6 separate regions of the Mus musculus genome follow, and regions 2, 3, 4, 5 and 6 are each linked to region 1. The links are chromatin contacts, called in public HiChIP or PLAC-seq and promoter capture Hi-C maps. All regions are on one chromosome and are shown on one strand. The core of a region is the stretch at or near the end of the contact, and the rest is flanking DNA. Distances in the headings are between cores, read along the strand shown. Region 1 holds the start of Aqp3 (aquaporin 3). Region 2 holds the start of Ubap1 (ubiquitin-associated protein 1). Region 3 holds the start of B4galt1 (UDP-Gal:betaGlcNAc beta 1,4- galactosyltransferase, polypeptide 1). Region 4 holds the start of Dcaf12 (DDB1 and CUL4 associated factor 12). Region 5 has its middle 11 kb from the start of Spink4. Region 6 holds the start of Ubap2 (ubiquitin-associated protein 2).

The links. Promoter capture Hi-C pulls out the DNA fragments that hold promoters and counts their contacts. HiChIP or PLAC-seq counts read pairs in DNA pulled down with a chosen protein or histone mark. Capture Hi-C pulls out chosen DNA fragments and counts their contacts.
Region 2: a contact with region 1 is called in an H3K4me3 HiChIP or PLAC-seq map of embryonic stem cells, with 6 times the contacts expected there. The contact joins the promoter of Ubap1 here to the promoter of Aqp3 in region 1. A contact is called at or near these places in 6 of 39 promoter capture datasets (cranial neural crest, embryonic stem cells, frontonasal cranial neural crest and 3 more) and 2 of 115 datasets of contacts at active chromatin or transcription factors (both in embryonic stem cells).
Region 3: a promoter capture Hi-C map of second pharyngeal arch cranial neural crest shows a contact between it and region 1. The contact joins the promoter of B4galt1 here to the promoter of Aqp3 in region 1. A contact is called at or near these places in 5 of 39 promoter capture datasets (cranial neural crest, embryonic stem cells, frontonasal cranial neural crest and 2 more) and 4 of 115 datasets of contacts at active chromatin or transcription factors (bone marrow-derived macrophages, embryonic stem cells and pancreatic cancer cells).
Region 4: a contact with region 1 is called in a promoter capture Hi-C map of adipose tissue. The contact joins the promoter of Dcaf12 here to the promoter of Aqp3 in region 1. A contact is called at or near these places in 6 of 39 promoter capture datasets (cranial neural crest, frontonasal cranial neural crest, hematopoietic stem and progenitor cells and 3 more), 3 of 115 datasets of contacts at active chromatin or transcription factors (double positive thymocytes, embryonic limb bud and embryonic stem cells) and 3 of 9 other capture datasets (adipose tissue, liver and pancreatic islet).
Region 5: a contact with region 1 is called in a promoter capture Hi-C map of embryonic stem cells. The contact joins the enhancer-like site here to the promoter of Aqp3 in region 1. A contact is called at or near these places in 4 of 39 promoter capture datasets (cranial neural crest, embryonic stem cells, frontonasal cranial neural crest and 1 more), 2 of 115 datasets of contacts at active chromatin or transcription factors (embryonic stem cells and stem cell-derived neural progenitor cells) and 3 of 9 other capture datasets (adipose tissue, liver and pancreatic islet).
Region 6: a promoter capture Hi-C map of second pharyngeal arch cranial neural crest shows a contact between it and region 1. The contact joins the promoter of Ubap2 here to the promoter of Aqp3 in region 1. A contact is called at or near these places in 10 of 39 promoter capture datasets (the 3T3-L1 cell line, cranial neural crest, embryonic stem cells and 5 more), 2 of 484 Hi-C or Micro-C datasets (embryonic stem cells and nephron progenitors), 6 of 115 datasets of contacts at active chromatin or transcription factors (bone marrow-derived macrophages, embryonic stem cells, memory CD8 T cells and 1 more) and 2 of 9 other capture datasets (adipose tissue and liver).

What each region holds. Positions count from the first base shown.
Region 1 is chr4:41,096,095-41,099,814 of GRCm38.p6, reverse strand. It overlaps Aqp3 (aquaporin 3), which reads left to right and starts at 1,632. Exons shown (of 6, transcript NM_016689.2): 1 at 1,632-1,813. The coding sequence starts at 1,706.
Region 2 is chr4:41,347,187-41,350,906 of GRCm38.p6, reverse strand. Ubap1 (ubiquitin-associated protein 1) reads right to left here and starts at 1,911. Exons shown (of 7, transcript NM_023305.3): 1 at 1,676-1,911.
Region 3 is chr4:40,852,287-40,856,006 of GRCm38.p6, reverse strand. B4galt1 (UDP-Gal:betaGlcNAc beta 1,4- galactosyltransferase, polypeptide 1) reads left to right here and starts at 2,023. Exons shown (of 6, transcript NM_022305.5): 1 at 2,023-2,616. The coding sequence starts at 2,202.
Region 4 is chr4:41,312,856-41,316,575 of GRCm38.p6, reverse strand. Dcaf12 (DDB1 and CUL4 associated factor 12) reads left to right here and starts at 1,675. Exons shown (of 9, transcript NM_026893.3): 1 at 1,675-2,088; 2 at 3,111-3,365. The coding sequence starts at 2,011. It overlaps Gm46891 (predicted gene, 46891), which reads right to left and starts at 2,234. Exons shown (of 2, transcript NR_168697.1): 1 at 1-2,234.
Region 5 is chr4:40,907,202-40,910,921 of GRCm38.p6, reverse strand. No RefSeq gene overlaps it. Among named protein-coding and RNA genes, the nearest start is that of Spink4, 11 kb to the left of the region's middle. Within about 2 kb of position 2,046, at least 50 of the 459 cell types and tissues checked have an H3K27ac peak or open chromatin away from gene starts, as enhancers often do. A contact at or near this core is called in embryonic stem cells, liver and pancreatic islet, where this site is marked.
Region 6 is chr4:41,273,004-41,276,723 of GRCm38.p6, reverse strand. It overlaps Ubap2 (ubiquitin-associated protein 2), which reads left to right and starts at 1,589. Exons shown (of 29, transcript NM_026872.1): 1 at 1,589-1,684.

The sequences.
Region 1 (3,720 bases), core at 383-2,882:
GCCGAGTGCAGCCACTACCCCTCTGCCTAGCCTGGAGGCGCTGGTGGGGAAGACGGGTGACAGTTGTAAGGAGGGTCCTGTGGAGCTTGAATTTGTAAGCTTCCTGTCACCCTCCCAAGTAGCTGGTGAACTCTCTCTTTTTGAGACAGGGTCTTATTATGAAGCCTAGGCTAATTCCAAATCCACAATTTTCCTACCTTAGCTCGTGAGTGCTGGGATTATGGGTATGTGCCATGAAACCTGGTTGAGTTTAATCTCTCTCTAAAAAAAAAAAAAAAAAAAAAGCCAGGCGTGGTGGTGCACGCCTTTAATCCCAGCACTTGGGAGGCAGAGGCAGGCGAATTTCTGAGTTCAAGGCTAGCCTGGTCTACAGAGTGAGTTCCAGGACAGCTAGGGCTACACAGAGAAACCCTGTCATGAAAAAACAAAACAAAACAAAACAAAAAAAGTAAAAATAATTATGCCAGATGTGGTGGCTCCCGTTTTTTCAAATTCCGGCCCTTGGGAGGCAGAGACAGGTAGATCTCTCTTAGTTTAAGGACTGGGGCTACATGGTGCGTTCCAGGCCAGCCAGGGTTGCAAGGTAAGGCCTTATCTAAAAAAGAAAGAAAGAACGAAAGAAAGAAAGAAAGAAAGAAGGAAGGAAGGAAGGAAAGAAGGAAAGAAAGAAAGAAAGAAAGAAAGAGAGAGAGAGAGAGAAAGAAAGTGAGAGAAAGAAAGGAAGGAAGAAAGAAAGAAAGAAAAATTAATGATGATATACATGTGGGCACATGCACTGCTATGAACGTGTGGAGTTGGTTCTTTCTCTTCGGGTGGGTTTCAGGGATTGAATTCGGGTTGTCAGTCTGCCCTGGCAAGCGCTCTTCCTGTTGAGCCTACTCCCGGGGCCCCAGCTTAATTACTTAAAAGAGTAGATTTACATCGATGGGAGTGGGAAAGGAGGAGTTAAAAACAGCTGGAATTCACATGATGTAGCATGTGACATGTCAAGACAACAGCAGCTCAGCCAAGGGGGAAGGTCCACAAGGAGAAAGCCCAGGTATCCCGGCCCGCACGTGGCGCGTCCAGACGGTGTGACCAGGTCACAGGACATATACCATGCTAATCAACACATGCAACATGTGACATGTTCCCAGGGCACACGAAGCGCTGGTGAATTCTGGTTAGAACTCTGCATACACCTGCCTACCAGGGTCGTCACTCTGAGGTCTCTTCCCACTAGAGGTTTATAGCCTCCTTTAAAAATCAGCCGCCCGATTGAAGACCTGTTCTATCCAGTCATCGCAGCAAGCTGGTTCCTCACTCCTAGCGTGAGACGATGCCCACAAAGGCTCTCTGTGAAGGGGGTTGGGGTAGGGGGGTGGGGGGGGGTGGCGCTCGGGAGACCGCTTGCTCTTCCCGTTTTCACAGTATCCCAGTCCTCTCAGTACAACACTCACTCCCCTAAGAATCCTGCAGAGCCAACCCACCCTTAAAGCTCCACAGGACCCTCCTTACAACTGTCACCCCGCGTCCCCACCAGCGCCTCCAGGCTAGGTGGAGGGGTGGTGGCCGCACTCCGCCCCCGCGGGGTTCCGAGGGTGGGGCTCAGCAGGCTGAGCGTATAAAGGGCGCCACCTGCGCTCCGGGCCACCGCTCTCGGTGCCTTGCGCTAGCTACTTTGCACTCGTACGCCGCCGGACCTCGCCGCTGCCTGCCTCGCGCCATGGGTCGACAGAAGGAGTTGATGAATCGTTGTGGGGAGATGCTTCACATCCGCTACCGGCTGCTTCGCCAGGCGCTGGCGGAGTGCCTGGGGACCCTCATCCTTGTGGTGAGTGCAGGGTAGTGAGCAGTCCTATCTATTTCAGGCCCCGTGGTCCCCAACTCCTTATTCACTCCAGGGACAGTTTTCCAGGCAGACACGACCAGTTCCCCAGCTCTGCTCCCGAGGCTTAACCCTCAGGGTCAAGCTGACCTCCAAAGCCTTCAACAGTCTTGACAGTTCTAACTCAACTTGTGACAGTGCTACTTACCCAAGAACAGCTCTGCTATTTTGCCTTTCCCCCTGGAGACAGAGACCAAGGCTGCGGAGGGTCACCCCTTAGTGTGGGACCTCCCACACGTTTCCTGGCTTCCCAACTTTCCCAGGGCTCCAACCTCAGGACACAGCAGAGAAAGGCAAATGGACACCCCTATTAAGTTATTTGGGTCTTGGGTGTCTGGCCCCTAATGAATAATTAAGCCTCAGAAAGTCCAAAAGTTGCAGTGAAGTGAGGGCGGATTACGGCAGGTAGGGGCAGAGGGCGCAGATTTCTTGGGCTGTAAGCAGCAAAATCGGAAGAACGGAGATTGTGGAAGGAAACAGAGCCTAACAGAACAGTGGGCGCGTCTAAATGTGTTGTGCACACGCTGTAGGAGTCCTTCGGATCCTGCGACCCAGATGCTTCCAGCGTCTTTGCTGGCCTTTTGATCCCCCCTCTGCCTCTCCTCTCAATGGCCCCTGGTGAACCCCCAGATCTCAGGCTTCTGCAGTTTTGCCCCGAGTTCTGGTTAACTTGGCGCACTTCTTGATCAGACAGACACTATGGCTTTCATTTCCTGTCCCAGTTACTCTGATTTTCAGCCACTGACTTGTTTTTCTGAGTCTCTTCTCAATTCCGGTGTCCCTTTTTGCAGTGGGGTGGGTTACTTGAGTTCCAGCAACAGCCTCAGTCTTGGGTAGTGCAGATCAGTCAACTGGCGAGGGAACATGGTGGGGCAGGCTACACATGGAGAAAGGGGGCCCAAATGTGCCTCTGACTTCATAGACTAGTGGCCTATCAGTTGTCCCCACTCCCTCCTGCCTCGGTGGTTCCCTGTTTCCTATCTTGATTTGTGAGTCTGGCCACCTGTTCGGTTGAGAGCAGCAAGAGGACAAGGGAGGGTGTCTTACAGTTTCAAAATGGGGCCCCCTCATCCCGTCCCAGTTCTCAGAGCCTATTCCTCTGTAAAAGAACAGTCAGTCCCCCCACTGAGTCCCAGGATCACTTGGCTTAGCCTAGACCACAAAAAGAGGGTTCTGGATTTGTGGTGAAGGCTTTCAGGCTCAGGTAGATGCGAGAGATCAGGTGTCAGGGAAAAGCTTGAGGAGAGGGGAGAGCAAGCCTAGTGGATCCCCTGATGACTGAGGGCCTGCTCGTGTCCCTGTGTTGGGGACTTGAGACCTCTGTGTCAGGATCCAGGTTGACTTTGGGGTGAGGAAAGCCCCCTTTTTTCTGAGGTATATAGTTGGGTGGTATATGGGGTGAGGGGCTGGCTAAGAACCTGCAGCTGGGTGAAAGTGCAGGATAAGGAAGAGGAAAGATTAGCCCCAAGGTGGTGGAACTGGCTTTGACAGCCTCCTCCTCCGGAGGCCCCTTGGCACGGAGCCAAGTCTGGGCCTCAGGCAAAGAGCTCAGGCCAGGGTCTGACTGGACATAGTGCCCGGGACGGCCACATGCCTCCACCCCTTGCTCTTACAATCTCTGACCTTTGCTCTCACCTGCCGGAACACCTTTGACCTACATCGCTGCCACTGGCCTCCCTGCCTCATCTTCCCGAGTGATAATAATCAGTGCTTAACAACCCAGCACCCAGGCTTGGACCCATTAGAGTTAATGAGGCACAGCTTGCTGCTGGCCAGCGTAGCACTTACTTGTTTGTGAGACCCCGGGTCTCCTTCGCCCTAGTCCTTGGCTGTTCTAGAACTCACTCTGTAGA
Region 2 (3,720 bases), core at 662-3,161, 250 kb before region 1:
TTTTATATTCAGATACTTTAACTTTTATAAATTAATACTTTTTCCACAATGAGCAGGTTAGTTATCTCCTAGGCAGCGGCAAGGACATTTACTAGAAAAACACTAATTCTCCTGCTCCCATAATTAAGTCTCAGTAACTGAAAGACACAGTAGGCTTTCAATAAGTTACAGAATAGAATGAACTAGAGACAAAAACTTACAAAATTTCACTTAAAATGTTAGGTAATTCTTTTCTTACTTTTGTGTTCTTTGCATTAATACAGAAACGTTCAGTTTAACTAAGCATGGATATTAACTAGAAAGAGCAATTTTTATAAGCCAGTGGGTAGTACATTCCTTTTGTCCCAGCACTTGGGAGGCAGAGGCAGGCAGGTAGTTCTCTGAGAGTTCAAAGCCAGCGTAGTCTACAAAACAAACTCCAGGATTGCCAGAGCTACACAGAGAAACCTGTCTCCAAATTTACAAAAAAAAAAAAGGGGGGGGCTGAGCTTACTGACCAAAAAAAGAAAAAGAAACGCTTTTAGATTTATTTCATATATCTGAGTGTTTTGCCTGCATGATGTATGTATATATACCACATCCCTGCCTATTAGCAGAGGAGCATCAAAAGGTGGCACTGGAGTTATGGATGACTGTGAGATATCATGTGGGAACTGAGAGTTGAACTTGGTTGGGTCCTCTGCAAGAATGAGTGCTCTGAATTGTTTAACCTTCTCTCCTCGCCCCTAGAAGACCTATTTATCAATGAAAACGAAATGCCTTGTTATACCATCAAATTAAAAAAAAAAAATTCAGGTAACACACACCATGTTTATTCAAATTCCCAAATACTAACAATTACAACTGAGAAGACAAAACACTTTATCCATGAAAATGTGAACAGAATTTGAGTTTACAACACTCTATGATGTCTGTCTAAAAAGTATCAAAATCTCACTCCAGTTCAATACAAAATTGTTTTAAATAATTATATTTCTAAGTCTCAACTCAAAAAACACGAGGCAACAACACAAAGGTGAGGGATCGCTGGTCAAGAGAAATGCTTAGCCTCAAAAGAAAGACACGGGGTTGTTTCTGAGACCCAGGGGTATAGTCCAGGTAATCGCCCAGAAAATTAAAAAAGGAAGAAAAATCTAGAGAAGACCACAGTGATGAGACAGTTAGAGAAGACCACACAATGCCAAAGATATCCCCCAAAGCAGTCACCCCCTGGTCTGATTTCTCTCCCTCATCTCTCGCTCAGATAACTAAATCCTCACATCCCAAGCTCACCCTCAACTCCCCAGCGCGCTACCTTCTTTACTAAATCGGGGTTCCTCTCCTGGACCGGCTCTAGCTCCCACTGAGAGAAATCTTTCCCTCAAGCTCGAGATTTCCACTGAGCCTGTCTTCTGAGCGAATTAGTCCCCTTAATCCGAACTCATTTGCCCGCATCCCGTCCGCCCTCCGCCCCTTCAACTCCGGTCCCGTCACTCTGACCCTTCGCCCAGAATCCGCCCCGAGTCGTCGGTCGTCGTCCGGCTCTTCCTCCCTCCCGCTCCTTTACTCCAGATCCTTTCATCCCTCCAGGCTCCTGGGCGCCCGGTCCCCATCTTCCCTCCTCCCGGTCGCCCCGTACCGGCCCCTTCCCCCAACTCCGCCCCTCTCCCCCTCCCCCAGAGACAGGCCCCCTCACCTGAATGCCGCTGCTGTCCCGAAAGCTGAAAGGTGCTGGCGCCGCCCGGCCTCCCGGGCTCAGTCTCCGCTGGGCTCCCGCTGCCCCTAGGGAGAGCAAACACCACCTCTTCCAACTCTACCCGCCCCGAGCCAGACCGTCACCGTAGCCACCACCAGTACCACAGCCGCCATGTTGAAGGCCTACTTCCCTCCTCCTTCCCCTCGACGCTCCGCCCCTTTAGGCGTCTGACATCATGGCGCCGCACCCCACCCGCCCCGACCAATGGGAGGAGCCGACAGTGACGTAACTAAATCCCTCTTCCAGAGCTGAAGGGTTCCTGCAACCGGGAGCTTCCTTACTGAAGGATCCCTGCGGACCCTAAGGGGAAGAAGAAAGGAGGGGTCACTGAGAGGGTAAGACTCGGGATAAGAGGCGCGGCCAAGGCGAGGACACGCCCAAAGCCTTAGCCGCGAATCCTCTTTGGAAATTAGAAACCCTCTCAGACTCGTAGACCAGTCTCATACTCTTTGGTCTCACTTTCTCCATTTATTTTGAGGTTTTGTTGTTTTTCAGAACAGGTCTCATATATCCTAGACCCAAGTTTATAAATAAATTGGTTAAACAGTAACTATAAATGTCTCTTCAATTTTAATATCCAGTGCATTCAAAGTCGAAACACAATCCAAGCCTTCACTGCTTTCTGTGTATTGGATATAGGCTCATGGAGAATTTATAATTTGATTAAATTAATATTTTTCTCTAAAATTTCATGATCAATGGAAGAAATAAGATCAGAGAGAGTTGACTCTAGTAAAACTCAAAGAGTATTACTGGTATGGAAAGTGCTTAGAGATCAAACCCAGGGCCTCCTAGACAAGCATCCTTAGCTGACATAAAGTGCTTTGGAGAAAACACAATGCACTGCCCTGTCTACTTTTCCAGCCTGTTTTGTCTCCAGATTTTATGTAGCAGACAAGATGGTATTTGAGCTTTGAAAAATGAGGAGGCTCTAACTCTGGGTGCAACATTGTGGGGAGGGGGTCACGGTGAGCAAGGAACAGCAAACTGTCAATTTTTGGTTATCTGTATTTAGTTAACAGATCTGTGGAAAGGCCAGTGAGCAAAGCAGAACTCTGGAGAATGAAAGTGGCCATAATAAGTGGGTGGCTCACACGGGGGGGGGGGGGGGGGGGGAACCTCTACACTAAAGTGAAAGCAGTGAACGTTAGGGAGTAGGAGTGAACTTGGGCAGCTTCAGGAGAGACTTCACTACAACATGCAATACAGAAAGGAAATGGTCAGATTTTCCAGCTCTCTCTCTCTCTCTCTCTCTCTCTCTCTCTCTCTCTCTGTCTGTCTCTCACGTACACGCACACATGCATGCCTGTGGGAGTCTGTGTGATTGTCTGTCTCTCCGTCTGTGTGTGTGTGTGTGTGTGTGTGTGTGTGTGTGTGTGTTTGACTCTCTTGTTTGAAGCAGGGTCTTGTGTAATCTAGACTGGTCCTAAACTTGCAATATTTAATACTGGCTGTCCTGGAACTCACAGAGATCGGCCCATCTCTGCCTCCAGAGTGCTGGGATCAAGAGTTACAGCACTGTATCTGGTTTAAACTAGGCTCTTACCAATCTCTTATTAAGAGAAACTGCAATTTCCTGGAGCACAAGAGAAGAACAAATATCTATAATCCCAGCATTTGAGAGGCTAAGACAGGAGGCTCCAGTTATTCTCAGCTGCATACTGAGACATCAAAACCAGCCTGAGCTACATGAAACACTACTCCTTCCATAAAAATAAATAAAATAGGGCTGATAGTACAACTCAGTGATAGAGCCCATGTTTGGCCAAAAGACATAAGTTCAACTGGCCAAACTGGCCTTAAAATGCTGGCAAAATAACTAATTAATTAGTCAGGCAGTGGTGGCACATGCCTTTATTCACATCACTTGGGAGGCAGAGGCAGGTGGATTTCTGAGTTCGAGGCCAGCCTGGTCTACAGAGTGAGTTCCAGGACAGCCAGGGCTACACAGAGAAACAAGAACAAAAACAACAACAACAACAACA
Region 3 (3,720 bases), core at 774-3,273, 240 kb after region 1:
CCACCCTGGGCTATGCAGAGAGACCCTAATCTCAGACCAAACCAAACCAAACCAAACCAAACCAAACCAAACCACAAGTAGGTTGTGCAGATTTTTCAGGAGTTATGGGGTAGTCCAAATGGGTCTTTTCCAGAACAGGTTTTGGTGTTGGGGAACTGGAAGAACAATAACGCCTCTTTCTGAGGGGGATGAGGACGGGAGTGGGATGGAGGGGTTAGATTACTGTGTGCGGGACTCATTTGGCTGAGATGATACTGGAAGGTGGAGGGTTAGGGAAGAGATGTGGGTTGGATCCACAAAGTTTTGTGTTATCAGCTTATAGATAATAGAACCACACCTAAGGAACATAGACATAAAAGAGCCGCAGGGACCACAGCCTCAGGACCTCACCAAGGGAGGCGAGGGGCCAGAGAGGGTCGGTCAGGAAGTCACCTGATGAGCAGTATACTTTCTTTTCTTTCTTTCTTTTTTTTTTTTTTTTTTTGGTTTGTTTTTGCTTTTGTTTTTCGAGACAGGTTTTTTTTCTGTGTAGCCCTGGCTGTCCTGGAACTCACTCTGTAGAACAGGCTGGCCTCGAACTCAGAAATGCACCTGCCTCCCAAGTGGTTTTTTTTTTTTTAAATACTTTCTATGATTGCAACCAAATGTCACTCAGCCTGCTTTCTCATCGATGAATCGGAGACAGTTAACAACCCCTATTACATGGCATATATTGGTTAACAACAAACTCTCCAAACATAGGAGTAGCTAGAATTAGCATTCCCCATCTTAAGGTTCTCATCACATTCAAGGATAAATGGGTCTGAGGCCTCGGGGTCAAGACTTCAAGTGCTTAAATCTTCCAGCTTCCACTTTCAGATCAACAAGGTTAGGTAAAGGAACGCGCAGTGACAAAGTTTTTAGGAGCCCTGAGTTCCACAGCTTATCAGCTGTGAGATTTTACAGGCCATTCATTCTTATTCACTCCAAGGCACTGAAATCTTTGTTTACTACATAGTCTGGGCTGGCTCCAAACTCTGGCTCTTCCTGTCTCCGCAACCAGAGTCTGGGATTACAGGTGTTCACGACCGCGCCTAGATTCCAGTATTCTGTTAAATGGGGACTGTGTTCCAGCGCTGTGTACAACGGGCTGTTCTGTACGCAGGCTTAGGAATTAATGCAGTTTTCTGCCAGTCTCATCCCAACAAGCATGTGTCATCTCCATGTGGCATGCACTAGAGGCCATGTTGCACCTAGAACCAAGTTGGGCAGGTTCCTGAGGTTTCCCAATCCTGCAAACACTTATGTGGGAGTAAGAGTAGAGCAAGATGGTCACTTCCCTAGCAGGACTCAATAAGCAGCTCCTCCACTTTAGCCCCCTCACAGGCAGGCGGACCCAGCTAGGGTAAGTGGATCTTTGGAACGCCCCAGAGAATCCGTCCGCTGGCCTCGCGGGACGTCGAAGCCGGTTTCCTAGACGACCTTTCTCCACTCCATTTTCTCACTATCCCAAGGCTACCGCCTGTCCTCTTGTCCTCACTAGCTGCTGTCCCAGGCCCATACCCGAGTCACTGGGTACGTCAGGAAGTGGTGAGCAGCTCGTTGAACAAGAAGCTGGTTTAGAGAGACTTAAGCTCCACGGTGAACGCTAGGAAGAAAAGCTGAGCGCCGCTGGGTATGGGATGCCCGCTCAACCCAAGGCTGCGGTGGGGCTGGCGGAGCGCCACGTTTAGTCCCCAAGTGTCGCGACGCCCTGCAACCCAACCTCCCGAGGGCCCGCCCCTTAGTGCCTGCCCCCCAAGCTCCGCCCTCCCTTAGCTGCCAGAAAAACCCGGCTGAAGGTTCCGCCCCTCAGTCCCCTCTCCGAGCCTTGTCCCTCATGCCCCGCCCCTCTCGAAAAAGACCCGCTTTGCGGCCCCACCCCTTAGACTCCGCCCCCCCAGGTTCCGCGAACAGCCTTCCGAAACCCGGTTGAGGCCCCGCCCTAGGTCGAGACCACGCCCCCTGCTCATCCGCGCTTGTGGTTCCCGCTGATCTCTCCAAAGTCCCGCGGCCAGGGGTGTCGGCTTTCCGCCGCAGGCGGCCGGTGCTGCGCTAGGTCCTAGCCCCCTCCCCCCGGCCCCTCCTTCGATCGCTGTGGTCGGGTAGCGCCTGGCGGGCGGCCTGCGGGCGGGCCGTCCTCTCAGCCGTAGCCCACCCCCTCTTAAAGCCGCGGCGGGAAGATGAGGTTTCGTGAGCAGTTCCTGGGCGGCAGCGCCGCGATGCCGGGCGCGACCCTGCAGCGGGCCTGCCGCCTGCTCGTGGCCGTCTGCGCGCTGCACCTCGGCGTCACCCTCGTCTATTACCTCTCTGGCCGCGATCTGAGCCGCCTGCCCCAGTTGGTCGGAGTCTCCTCTACACTGCAGGGCGGCACGAACGGCGCCGCAGCCAGCAAGCAGCCCCCAGGAGAGCAGCGGCCGCGGGGTGCGCGGCCGCCGCCTCCTTTAGGCGTCTCCCCGAAGCCTCGCCCGGGTCTCGACTCCAGCCCTGGTGCAGCTTCTGGCCCCGGCTTGAAGAGCAACTTGTCTTCGTTGCCAGTGCCCACCACCACTGGACTGTTGTCGCTGCCAGCTTGCCCTGAGGAGTCCCCGCTGCTCGGTAAGACCCAGGATCTGAGGACGTGGACTCCTCGGATTTCCTCAGTAGGGTTCCAGGGATATTATCCTAAGATCTCTTTCAGGACTGCCAGCCACCAGGTTTTGATCAGAGTGCATAATCCCCAAGAAGGGCTTAATCCTCTTTGGGATGACCCAAAGAGAGGTTGGCTGGTGTCTCAAGAGGCAGGGGCCCTGTTGGGAAACCCCCAGGCTCTTACCCCAGCACCAGACAAGGCCCTGGAGACACCCTTGTTCTGGCCCAGGACTCAGGAAGTTTGAAGTTGGGGTCAGTTTAGAGTAGACTGAAAAGGCTGCTCTGCAACCTTCCCTACCTATAGTAGCAACACCGGCAACCTTCAACCTTCTGAGGACAAGACCGACAGTGAGAAAACCACCTCCCCTCCCCACCACCCTCCACTCCGCCTTAGAACAAGCCACTTAACTTTCTCTTTAAGGTTTCTTTCTGGTAAATGGAGATAATAAACCACACGTATTTTGGAGTTGTTTTGAAGAAGTAAATGAAACATTGTAACTAAGAGTTTAAAGAATGAGGATGAACTCTTAGAAAGTTGCTACAATTGTGGGATTTCCTCCTGTTTGTAGGTGCTGAACCAAGGGGCCTTCTGTCTCCCACCCCAAGTTCCTCCTCCTGATGCTTCCTCTTAACCAAACTGAGCAGGGCCCTCTCCAGGGGCAGAGGGCCTGTGTACTCAGGGGACTGACTGGAGGGCTAAAATTAACCCGGTCAATGGGGCTGCACTTTCCTGGAAATACTTGCCCAGCTGATACCAGGCAGGGGGGCAAGTATATGAGTTTGTGTTCCCAGTACTAGGCGACTGGCCAGGGTAGAACTTTGACTGGAGATCACAGGTAGTGCCAGGTTTTAGAGAATGTTTCGCAGAGTGAATCCCATCTCCCCACAGACAGACAGGCAGGCAGCGTGCTAATAGCTCTGTCTCATTCTGGGAAAGCCTTGGCAGAGCAGGCCTTCCTATAGCCTGTTGCTCAATGTCTCCAATAATTACTTCAATGTTTTCACATCAAGTTTGGGAGGAACCTCTTGGAATTGGCCAAACATGAGTAATCGAATTACTTTGGACTTGGT
Region 4 (3,720 bases), core at 426-2,925, 220 kb before region 1:
AACAAATCAAATCTTCTTGTAGGCAGAACGGCAGATGGGCCAACACAGTTCCCTGGAGGTATGAGGCCTGAAGCTGAAGGGACCAGCAGGTAACTGGGCACCACAGCCTGAGGCCAGTCAGTCTCAAGCAAGAACATCCTGCTTCCTCCAAGGGTTTCTTTGCCTGAGGAAAGTGGAAGCTGGCACTCACATTCCTTCAGGATCTTCGGAAAATGGAGGCAAGGGTGATCCCGCTTTGTTTGGTGACTGGTGCCAGTCCAAACCGGACATGCCAAAAATGACCACTCTCTTTTCTGTGGTTCAAGATTTCACTCCTTAATGGAGATCAAGGCTGGGCTCCGAGAGAAAGGCAGGCAATGGCATGAATTACAGCGATGGGTCTATTTGCTGAAGCACAAGGACAGTGTGACTTTGACCTTGCAGACCTAAAAAGGGTGGCATTTTATGAAAGAAAGTGACTTATTAGATGTGGTTGCACACACCTTTAACTCAGCTCTGGGGAGGCAGAGGCATGTGGAGCTCTATAACTTTTGAGGCCAGATTGATTTATATAACATGCTGCGTTCCAGACCAGCCAAGACTATACACTGAAACCCTGTCTCAAAAAAAAAAGGAAAGAAAGAAAAGGAATAAATAAAAGAAGGGGAAAAGTGACTTGAGGTTTAGACAGGAGTCAAAATAGACAGGGAGCTGGAGAGTAAAGAAGTGGAGAATGGAATCTGGGGACTCCGTATGTGTGGGGAGACCTGTGCCAACAGGCATGTGAGGCAGCCTGCGTTAGCTCTGGTACTTTGATGTGGCAAAAATCTGACCATACTGCTGCCTTCCTACCCTGAATCCATCTTGAAGGAGTGTGATGTGGGGTTCTCTGCCTTCCTTAAAGTGTCTAATCTTTTGTGCCCATTGACAGTTTGTGAGAATGTTGGGGGAAAGTGCTAAATGTGAGGCTACTAGTTACAGGATTAAGAAACGTCTTCTGAGGTATAAGGAAGGGTCAGAACCTGGGCCCTAGCAGCCTTAACTCATTCTCAACAGGCCAACTAAAAGACAAAGTGTAAGGGGAAACTTGAAGAAAGGTGTTAACTCGGTCTCATTGGAAAGAACAACGACGGGACATTCTCTTATCCTAGTCCATCTTAGGGGCTGACGTGTGGTTTGTTTAGGCTTAAAGGCAACAGCTATGCTTAAGTAAGCAGTCGTCGGCAAGGTGTGGTCGCATCCATCATCTGTTCGCCCAGTTTCTCTGGGAAGGTAGTCTGACAAGTTTTCCCAACTGTGATCTATCTTTCCTGGAGTCAAGTTCCTCTATTGGCTGGCATCTGTGCCCTTGTCCTTTCCTTCTCCCAGGAAAACTGCAATTTCTTAGAGTCCAGTGTTTTAATAGTCTGATTGCAATCTGGCAATCAGGGTGTCTAGAATATCTTTAATCCTACCATGATGGTTACAGGTTCAAGATTGGTCCCGCAGCCAGGCAGCTCATGCTTACTTCCGCATGCCAGAGGATGAGCTGGCTGAGGTCGGAAATGTCCCGACAGAAGGCTGGATTCCTTTGGCCACAGCTTAACCGCCATTGGCAAGAGGCAAGCGGAAGTTCTCCGAGGACATCAATTCTCCTTGCTGCGCTTAAGTCCCGCCCTGCTGGTCTGGGCGGTGTCTCCGTGGCGACGTGCTGCTATGTGCGGCTGCGCAGGAGTGACGGGGCGCGGGCGAGTGGGAGGGGGGTGTTTTGGTTCTCGCCGCTCGCCGTCCTTTCCAGACACGGCGGTAGGAAAGCTGCTTGTTCCTGCTTTTCCTTCCCCTTCCCTTCCCCTTCCCCTTTCCCAACCCGGATTTTCCCTTCTTCCATTTACGCGCCTCATTTTGATCGACTGCTGCCCGGGATCCGAGCCATTTTCCGGGCCGGGCGCTCGAAAGCGCGCGGCCCCAGGGCCCGGTTCATGACCCGTCGCCCTGCCGCCCCTTGCCTTCTCCGCCTCATGTGGCTGCGGGGCCACGGCGGCGCTGCCCACTATGGCCCGGAAAGCAGTTAGCAGGAAGCGGAAAGCGTCTGCCTCGCCAGGAGCCGGGAGCGACGCTCAGGGCCCGCAGGTGAGGGCTCACAGGTCTGGGTCATCACCTAGCAGGGGCTTAGGGCGTTCCAGCTGGGTTCAGGAACCTGGGGCCAGGGCGGGACGAGAACCGGAGCCGGGACTGTAGAGCAGTGACCGGTCCTTCTGCAGTGTACTGGCGAGCAGGCGGGCCGGAAGGGTGAGGAGCCAAAAGAAAACTACAAAATGACGCCTTCCGCTGGAAGTCAGCAGCTAGGGATAGAGAGCTTCAGGACCTCCTCGTTCCTGGAGGGAGGAGAAAATGAAGACAAGGGGAATCGGAAGTAAGACCGACCTTCCGAAGTTACTGGGAAGGAGATTGAAGTGGACCTTCCAGTGGCACTAGGAATAAGGGCCGATGGTCTCTTATCAAGGAAACCATCTCCTAAACTGGGTGCAGGCCCCTTTGGCTCTTTAGACATCTAGAAGAAACACCAGGTGTCATCTCTATATTGCCCCCTTTGGAGAGGAAGGCCTCTTGGACTTGGGATTCCGACGCAGGTTACCCCGTTGGTATTTGATTTTTCGAATTCTAAAACTGCCCGCAGCGCAAGTCGCGCGGAGTCAGATGAGCGGCCATTGACTGTACATCCCTGGAAGATCCGAGACCCCAGTCTGGCTCTTTGAGCTATACTCTTTATGCTCTACGGGGTGCACAGGCGGAGAGGGAGAAGGGGGCTGGGTAGAAGTGCAGCCCAGGTGGGTTCTGTAATATGGACTTCATTTCGTAACTATCAAGGACACCTGGGTATATGTTATTTCTGAGCCCTCCACTTTCCTCAAAGGTTTAGTTAACTTTTTTTTGCCCTGTTTATCCATTTTCTAAGTAGTCTTCATTATGAGAGCCTTATTTCAGTGCTAGCCGAGTTAAACTGTACTTTCTGGATTACAAATCTTCTGTTAAATGTTTGATTGTGTAAATCCCGAAGGACGAATTCGTGTTGGTTCTTTTATAAAACGGTCAGACTTCTTGTCTGAAGGAAAAGTGGCCAAACCCCTGATTTCTGATGTTGGCTTTCACAGTTTGGCTGGGATCATTCGCTGCACAAAAGGAAAAGACTCCCCCCAGTGAAGAGATCCCTAGTGTACTACCTGAAGAACCGCGAAGTCAGGCTCCAGAATGAGACCAGCTACTCTCGCCTGTTACATGGTTATGCAGCACAACAGCTTCCCAGTCTCCTCAAGGAGAGAGAATTTCACCTCGGGACCCTTAATAAAGTGTTTGCTTCTCAGTGGTTGAATCATAGGCAAGTGGTGTGTGGCACGAAATGCAACACAGTAAGTATCAGGAGTGCTCTTTGTCTTCCTTTTGTTGCTGCTGCGGTTTGGTTTGGTTGAGACCAGGGTTTTTCTGTGAAGACCTGGCTGTCCTGGAACTCACTCCATAGACCAGGCTGGCCTCGAACTATCTATCTGCCTGTCTCTGCCTCCCAGAGCTCAGCGGTGTGGGCTGTGCTTCCTTTTTCTTAGGTCTGAGATGTGGGACTTGGTTTACTCTAGCACCTTTCACTGTTCGTCTTTCCCCGTTTGTTTGCCTTTTTTTTTTTTTTTTTTTTTTTGTAAGCAGAGTTGGAGTTTATTAAGAGATTTTTAATTAGAAGTGTTAGGACAAAGAAGTGCTCAAGGAATGAGT
Region 5 (3,720 bases), core at 797-3,296, 190 kb after region 1:
GGCTACCTCACCCAATGCTAGAGCGGAGGGGTTAGCTCACCTGCGCATGTTTCACCAGCCTCCAGGGCCAGCTCTACTGTGCTGCCCAGGCATGGTACAGCCACTCTCCTGAGTGCTACAGGCAGTGAGGGGCAGGGTCAGCTCAGTGAAGGCCTTGGACGATGGCACATACCCCTGCCGTTTCATGGCCATGGACCCAGACACAGCTCTCAGTAGCAGCATGGGCTGGGACTTTACCATGGCCTCAGGTGGCAGAGCAGGCTACTCACATCGGTTGTTCCTCTCCACCCTCACATCTCTAGTTCCGCTTCTCTTCATAGTACTCAAACCAGTCCACGGCTCTTTCTCTCCCATCTCTTCACCACATCACCTCCAAGTGTCTTCTGCCTACCCTCACCATGGGTTGGTAGGTGGCCTTCTGCTTGTATGTATGCACAGCAGACCTGGCCCTGGTGGCTGGTGGCATGTGCACAGGTGATCTGGCTCTGCCCCTTGCTGGCTTTAGCATTGGGTGAGCTAGCTAGGGCAGTGCTGGAGAGCTGGCCATGGTGGTGTGGTACAGGAGAGCTGGCAGGCTGACCAACTCAGTTACCACCCAGGCCCAGAGCTGGTACCCAAGAGCTTTGAGTTGGTACACAGCAACATCTACCCCATTGAAAAGATGTACTAGGGGGTTGGGGATTTAGCTCGGTGGTAGAGTGCTTGCCTAGCAAGCGCAAGGCCCTGGGTTTGGTCCTCAGCTCTAGAAAAAAAAAAAAAAGACAAAATAAGAGATGTACTAGGTGTTGGAGGGATGGCTCAGCAGTTAAGTGTATACTGCTCTGGATCCGAACCCAAGTTTAATTTCCAGGACCCATGTTCAGTGACTTCCAACTGCCTGTAACTCCAGCTTTGGGAGTTCCATTTCCTCTCCAGTTTCAGGAGATCTGGCACCCTTTCCTGGTTTCCATGGGCACCAGGCACACATGTCGTTAATAGACATACATGTAGGCAAAACACTCATATGCATAAAGAAAATTAATCTTTTTAAAAATAATTTTTATTTTTTTTTTTTAAAGATTTATTTATTTATTATATGTAAGTACACTGTAGCTGTCTTCAGACACTCCAGAAGAGGGAGTCAGATCTTGTTACGGATGGTTGTGAGCCACCATGTGGTTGCTGGGATTTGAACTCTGGACCTTCGGAAGAGCAGTCGGGTGCTCTAACCCACTGAGCCATCTCACCAGCCCTAAAAATAATTTTTAAATATTTATTTATTATTGTACATAAGTACACTGTAACTGTCTTCAAACACACCAGAAGAGGGCGTCAGATCTCATTACGGGTGGTTGTGAGCCACCATGTGGTTGCTGGAATTTGAACTCAGGACCTTTGGAAGAGCAGTCAGTGCTCTTAACCACCAGCCATTTCTCCAGCCCAAGAAAATAAATAAAAAATAAAATTAAAAAATAAAAGGCTGGACATGGTGGTTTACACCTTTAGTCCCAGTGGTCCAGAGGCAGGGGCAGAAGCAGGTAAATTTCTGTAACATTAAGGCTAGCCTGGTCTACATAGCTCTAGGTCAGCCAGGGCTACACAGTAAGCACCTGTCTAGATAAATAAATGGATAAATAAATAATTCATTTAAAATCTTTGTTATTTACCTGTGTGCATGAGTGTGTGGGTGTACCTGCCTGTATATGGGGGAGTACACGCATACTCATGCCTGTGCAGGAGAGGGGACAGTAAGGGACCATCACTCAGGGTCTGTAATCATGCTCACCTGCTGTAGACAGGCTTAATCCACACCACTGTGGCACAGATAGGCCTACAAAGAGAGTTCCAGGAGAGGCAAGACACACAGAGGGACCCTGTCTCAAAAAGCCCAAACCAAACCAAGAAATATCAACGCAAGCAAGCAAGCAAGCAAGCAAGCAAGCAAGCAAGCAAGCAGCAAAAACCCCAAACCCAAGTGAAGGCCGAGATTGGGTTGTACAATGCACATGCTTATCTCTCCGGCAGATCAATGTAGCCAGGGAACTGGCCTTTTATTATTAACCAAGATGGCATGTGCCACATTGTTGCCAAGGAAGCAGAGTGAAATAATTAACCATTACGCTGTCTCGCAGTATGCTAACAGAAGTCTTGACCCAAAGGTCATAAAAGCTAAAATGTTCAACCTGGTCCACTTCTCAAGAAAGCTACTTATATCCGGCGGCCCTTTCAGCAGCTCCCGGGTGTTGAGCCAGAGACAGGTGAAAAAAAAGATTTCTTCTGTTCTAATGGCATTCGCTAAATATTTACTATTCGGGAGAGTTGATGGGTGTAAGAGCTGCCAGCCCTTCTGGGCGCGGTGATTGCCTCCTGCCTAGCCTGAAAGTTGCCAAAGATCCTGCTTGCAAAGGTGGGTGTGGGGCAGGGTGTGATCTTGGCTCACCTTGTCCTTTCCACCTGCCCGGAGAGGTCCGGGAACCCTGACCAACACCTCTTCGTTAACTTTTCCGACAGCTGCGGGTTCTTCCTTCCGGGATTCCCCCGGGGCGCCCCTGGGAGCTGGGAAGGGCAGGAACCTGTCTTTCCCACAGCATCTGGCAGCCTGCCTTGGCTTTACTTGCTGTGCGGCCTTGCCTGCTGCTTTCCCTTTTCAAAAGGGGGAATCTCAACTGCTGCTAGACTGCATTAATGGGGCAATTTAAGTGCTGTAGCCAAGCTTCCTGCACATCGACAGTGTCTCTTCATGGTGGCTATCTTAGCTCCCAGATTGTGTGGACCTGGTTGATGAAGAGAGACCCCTCTTCGAGCGCCTCCAGATCTACTCTGACCCACCCCACCAGAAGCATCACCTCCTGTCAGCCTTTCCCTCTCCTAACAGCCACCAAATACTTATCAATAGCTCTTTAGCTGGCTGTGGGGCTTCACACCCACCTCTTCCCTGTTGGGATTAAAAAAGAAAAAATTAAAGATTTATTTATTTATTATATGTAAGTACACTGTAGCTGTCTCCAGACACACCAGAAGAGGGCATCAGATCCCATTACAGATGGTTGTGAGCCACCATGTGGTTCCTGGGAGTTGAACGCAGGACCTCTGGAAGAGCAGTCAGTGCTCTTAACCTCTGGGCCATCTCTCCAGACCCCAAGCTGGGATTTTATCTGACATGAACTAGACAGATCTTGTCACAGTCTGGGGGTTCATAAGAGCATCTGCCCTGTGTGTCTGGAAAATGCTGTTTTCCTTGGAGTCTTCCACCACTTCTGGTCCTTACCCCCCCCCCCCCACGCTGCATCCCCCCCCCCCCCGCCCCTGTAGGTCCCTGGGACTTGAGGGGAGGATTGTGATATAAACATCTCATTTAGGGCTGAGCTTTCCAAAGTCTCTTATTCTCTGTACTTTGGCCATTTGGGGACGAGGAGCTCTTTTACGGTTGCAGAAATAGAGTATAGTGTTATAAAGGGATAAAGACTAGGAAATAAAACAAGAAGGATTAAGTATGATAGAGGATGGGAAGTCAGGGTGGAGGGGGAAAACTATCACTAAGGGCTTTTGAAAAGCCATATGAGAACCTACTACTGTAGAAGTTTCTCTGTTCTCTATAAGAAGACCTTCCTGTCTTTGTCTGGGGTCACCATTTTGAAAAATGTTGACACCCCACCCCCACCCCCCCACCCCCGAATACTGGTGTTTTTGCAGAATAAACGTTCTTTGTTTTTGCATACTATCTGAGTCTGGGATCTTCCT
Region 6 (3,720 bases), core at 340-2,839, 180 kb before region 1:
TTCCAGAGGATGTTGGTTTGATTTCCAGCACCTAGAATATGGATCATAACTATCTCTAACTCCAATTTCAGGGGACCCAATCCCATGTTCTGACCAGGCATGTATGTGCTACATATATACATACAGGTAAAACATCTATATATATATGAATGGTATATATGTATATATTTGAAATACATATTAATCAGGCATGGTGGGTGACTCTTGTCTATAATCCTTGAAATACCACCATTTGGGAGACCAAGGCAGGATGACTGCTGAGAGTTAGCGGTCACCATGTACTGCACAATAAGGCTAGGTTAGTCTGGGCTGGAGTTAAAGTGTTTTAAACATCTAAAAAAAAATTATTTATTTAATGTATGTGAGTACACTGTGCTGTCTTCAGACACCCCAGAAGAGGTCATTGGATCCCATTACAGATGGTTGTGAGCCACCGTGTGGTTGCGGGGAATTGAACTCAGGACCTCTGGAAGAGAAGTCAGTGCTCTTAACCACTGAGCCATCTCTCCAGCGCAACATCTATCTATTTATTTATTTTTTAAAGATATGCTAGTGATTAATCTTTATTTGAGTCGGCCTGTGGTGTCACGTGCCTTTACTCCCAGCACTCTGTGAGTTTGAGGCCAGTATGGTCTACAAAGCAAGTTCCAAAACAGGGAAGCCCTGTCTCAAAAAATCAAAAAACAACAAAACTCCATTACTTTTGCTTAATCTCCTGAGGTTAACATCTTTACTAAGAGGTGGATCAGGTAACTTCTCAACAAGGAAAACCTGATTTAGGTTTCTTATGCCAGAAAATAACTTTTCCTTTCCTATTTGCAAAACCGGTCCGATACTAGTAGCCTTTTGGGCTAGAACACCTCTAACATCCCGTTGGCGTTCAAGGAATGGTAGTTGTTTCCTGCAGAAGAGAGTTGGGAATGCAGAAAGCAGTCCACATTTGACTACATTGAAGTCTCGTGGCCTTCAGCCGAGGACGTTCTGGGTGTCTGGCTCAGCAGCTGGCGGTTGGCGTTTTCCCGCGCAGAGGGCAGGGCGGAGCGCCAGCCTCGCAACGTGGGAGCTAGACCCACTCTCCGCCAGAACTACACCTCCCAGCAGGAACCACGCTGGTTCGCTTGGCAGGTGGCACCCATTGGTACTAACTCGGAAGCTAGCCATAAGATGCTCGAATAAGTCAGAATCAGGAGTTGTACTTAGGAGCACGCTGAGAAAAGGCGGTCGTAGAGAGTGCCTTTGCCGCGCAGCACTCTGGGAGTTGTAGTTCGCCCTCAAAACGTCTAGAAGCCAGGCTTGCTTTGAGTGGCTGCACCATGTCACGTGACGAAAGAGCCGCACGCATCGAGCATCTTGCAGTGTTTCTGAGGTCATCATAGCGCGACCGCACGCTTTAATAGTGGGTTCTCTATAGGCGGCGGATAGTACGACCCTGAAATTCTGACCACAAGCAATGTCACCATCTCCGCCGCCTCCACATAGTTCCTCTCGCTCAGCTCCCAGAGCTGTGTTAGCCAGCCGGGTAACCCCGTTCAATCTTCAAGTACTGGCTCCACCCTCTCCCGTGACGTAGGGATCACGTGACGGGCAGGGCCGCCTCTGCCGCCGCCGCCGCTTTGTAAGAGGCACATTGGCAGGTAACGAGCGGCGGCGGCGGCGGGTCCCGAGTCCAACGAGAGCAGCAGCGGTAATTGTCACCCGGTCCCCTTCATCCTGCCTCCCAGGGCCCTGAACCTTGCAGTGTATGCTTTCTGGACCTGGGCTAAGGTCTTCTGAACTCCCAGCCCCCTTTGGGATGCCCCAGCGTCTACTCGGGTGGATCGGGCCGAGCTTCCCTCGCTGGCTTCATGTTTCCGTAGTGTGTCCAGGCCTGAGCACTCTCTTTCCTCTCCCGCTCAGGTTGCCCTGTGCTTCCTGCTCCACCCCCCACCCCCCATCCTAGTTGGCCGGCCCCACCCAGCCCCAGGGGGCGCCTTCCCCTCCCCCCCCTTTGGGTTTTTATCCTGGAGGGTGTGGTTTTCTCTCCCACCTCGGTCCCTGCACGTTGGCAGGAGCTCCTCCGCCACGCTGTCGCCCCATCCGGACCACCTTTCAGCTTTCTAGTCTGGCGCCTGTCCTGGGACTGGTCTTAGTGCCCAACTTCTGCGCTCTAGTCTCTCCCCACTTAATCTGAAGGCATAGTTCAATTTTACTACTTTTCATTACTGTGGTCTTTGGTGTTAGTTGAAACTCTGTGAGTTTCCTCTTCATGCCCTATTGAAGTCTGGTGGTGTCATAGTTTATTTATTCTTTAAGGTGAGGTAAGAGTGCTTGTGAACTGTAAAGCGTTGTTAGAAATTCAAACAAATTCTTTAGCCTGGTGCGTTCCAGCTCAGTTTTCCTAGTCAGCTCTCCCACCTTCCCCCCTGCATTTTCAGGTTTAGTTACCCAGGCATAGTCAGCTCTCCCACCTTCCCCCCTGCATTTTCAGGTTTAGTTACCCAGGCATGTCAACTGTCACCACTTAGGATTCGTGTTTTCTCTTTGGGTTGGTCTTGGAAGTCTTCCTGCAGTTTTTTGCTTTAACATAATCTCGTAGTTTACTACCACTAATACGCCTTTCTACTTTATTTCCAAGGTGCATAGTCTGCCTACTCTTTACTTTTCTCCAGCAATTGTGTACAGTAACAATTGGAGCTTTTAGGTGATTCTATGAGGTACCCAGAGATCATTTATTTGAAGAGCATGCCTTTTTTTGGGAGGGCGTTTTTGAGAGAGGGTTGCACTACCTAGCCAAGGCTGGCTTTTAACTTGAGAGCCTCTTGTCTCAGTCTCTCTAGCTCGCTCGCTCGCTCGATAGTTTTTACAGGGTTTCTTCATGTTACAACCTTGGCTGTCCCCCACTTGCTTTGTAGACCAGGCTGGCCTTGCACCCATAGAGATCCACCTGCATCAGCCTCCCAAGCACTGGGATTAAAGGCATGAGTCACCATGCACCTCTTGCTTCAGTCTTTCTATGCTGGGATTTCAGTTTGCATGGATTACAGTCAAACACTACTGTGCCTGGTTACAATGATCTCTCTCTCTCTCTCTCTTTCAGTGAATAGTGTTTATATTTATATCTTCTATTGTAAAGTTTTTAAGCTTTTTTTTTTCTTTTTTTTTCTCCTATTAATGGGCATGCTAATACGCCCTCTGAATTGTTTATTTTTGTTGTTGTTTAGTTTTTTTTTTTTTTAACCTCCCTTAAGTTTTTCAAGAAAGGATCTCTGTGTGGTCCTGACCGTCCTAGAACTTGCTCTGTAGACCAGGCTGGCCTTGAACTCAAGAGATTGTCTCTGCCTCCCGAGTGCCAGGCTTAAGGGCATGAGGTACCACCATCTGGTGCCTGTTCTTTTTTTAAGAGTTGGTTTTTCAAATAACCAACACTAAAACAGTAAATAAACCAACAGAGGGGAGGTGGCTATCATGCCTAAGTTCTCCTGTAGTGTAGCTTAGACATCGGGATGGTTCTTTGGTGTGCTCTTTACCTAGTTTAGGAGAGAAATTCTACTCTTTGGAGGTGGTCCAATATATCTTGTCTGCCTTCAGGGCCTTTTGGCTAGGGCCCTTTTCCAGTTGCTATGAGATTTGTCTTACTGGGCAAAGGTTTAGTTTCCCATTCTACACTTGATTGCTGTCATTATGTTCCTGCCTGATTTTTCCTACTTAGGGGTCATTTAAGTTCTGTAATTGATCCTCCCC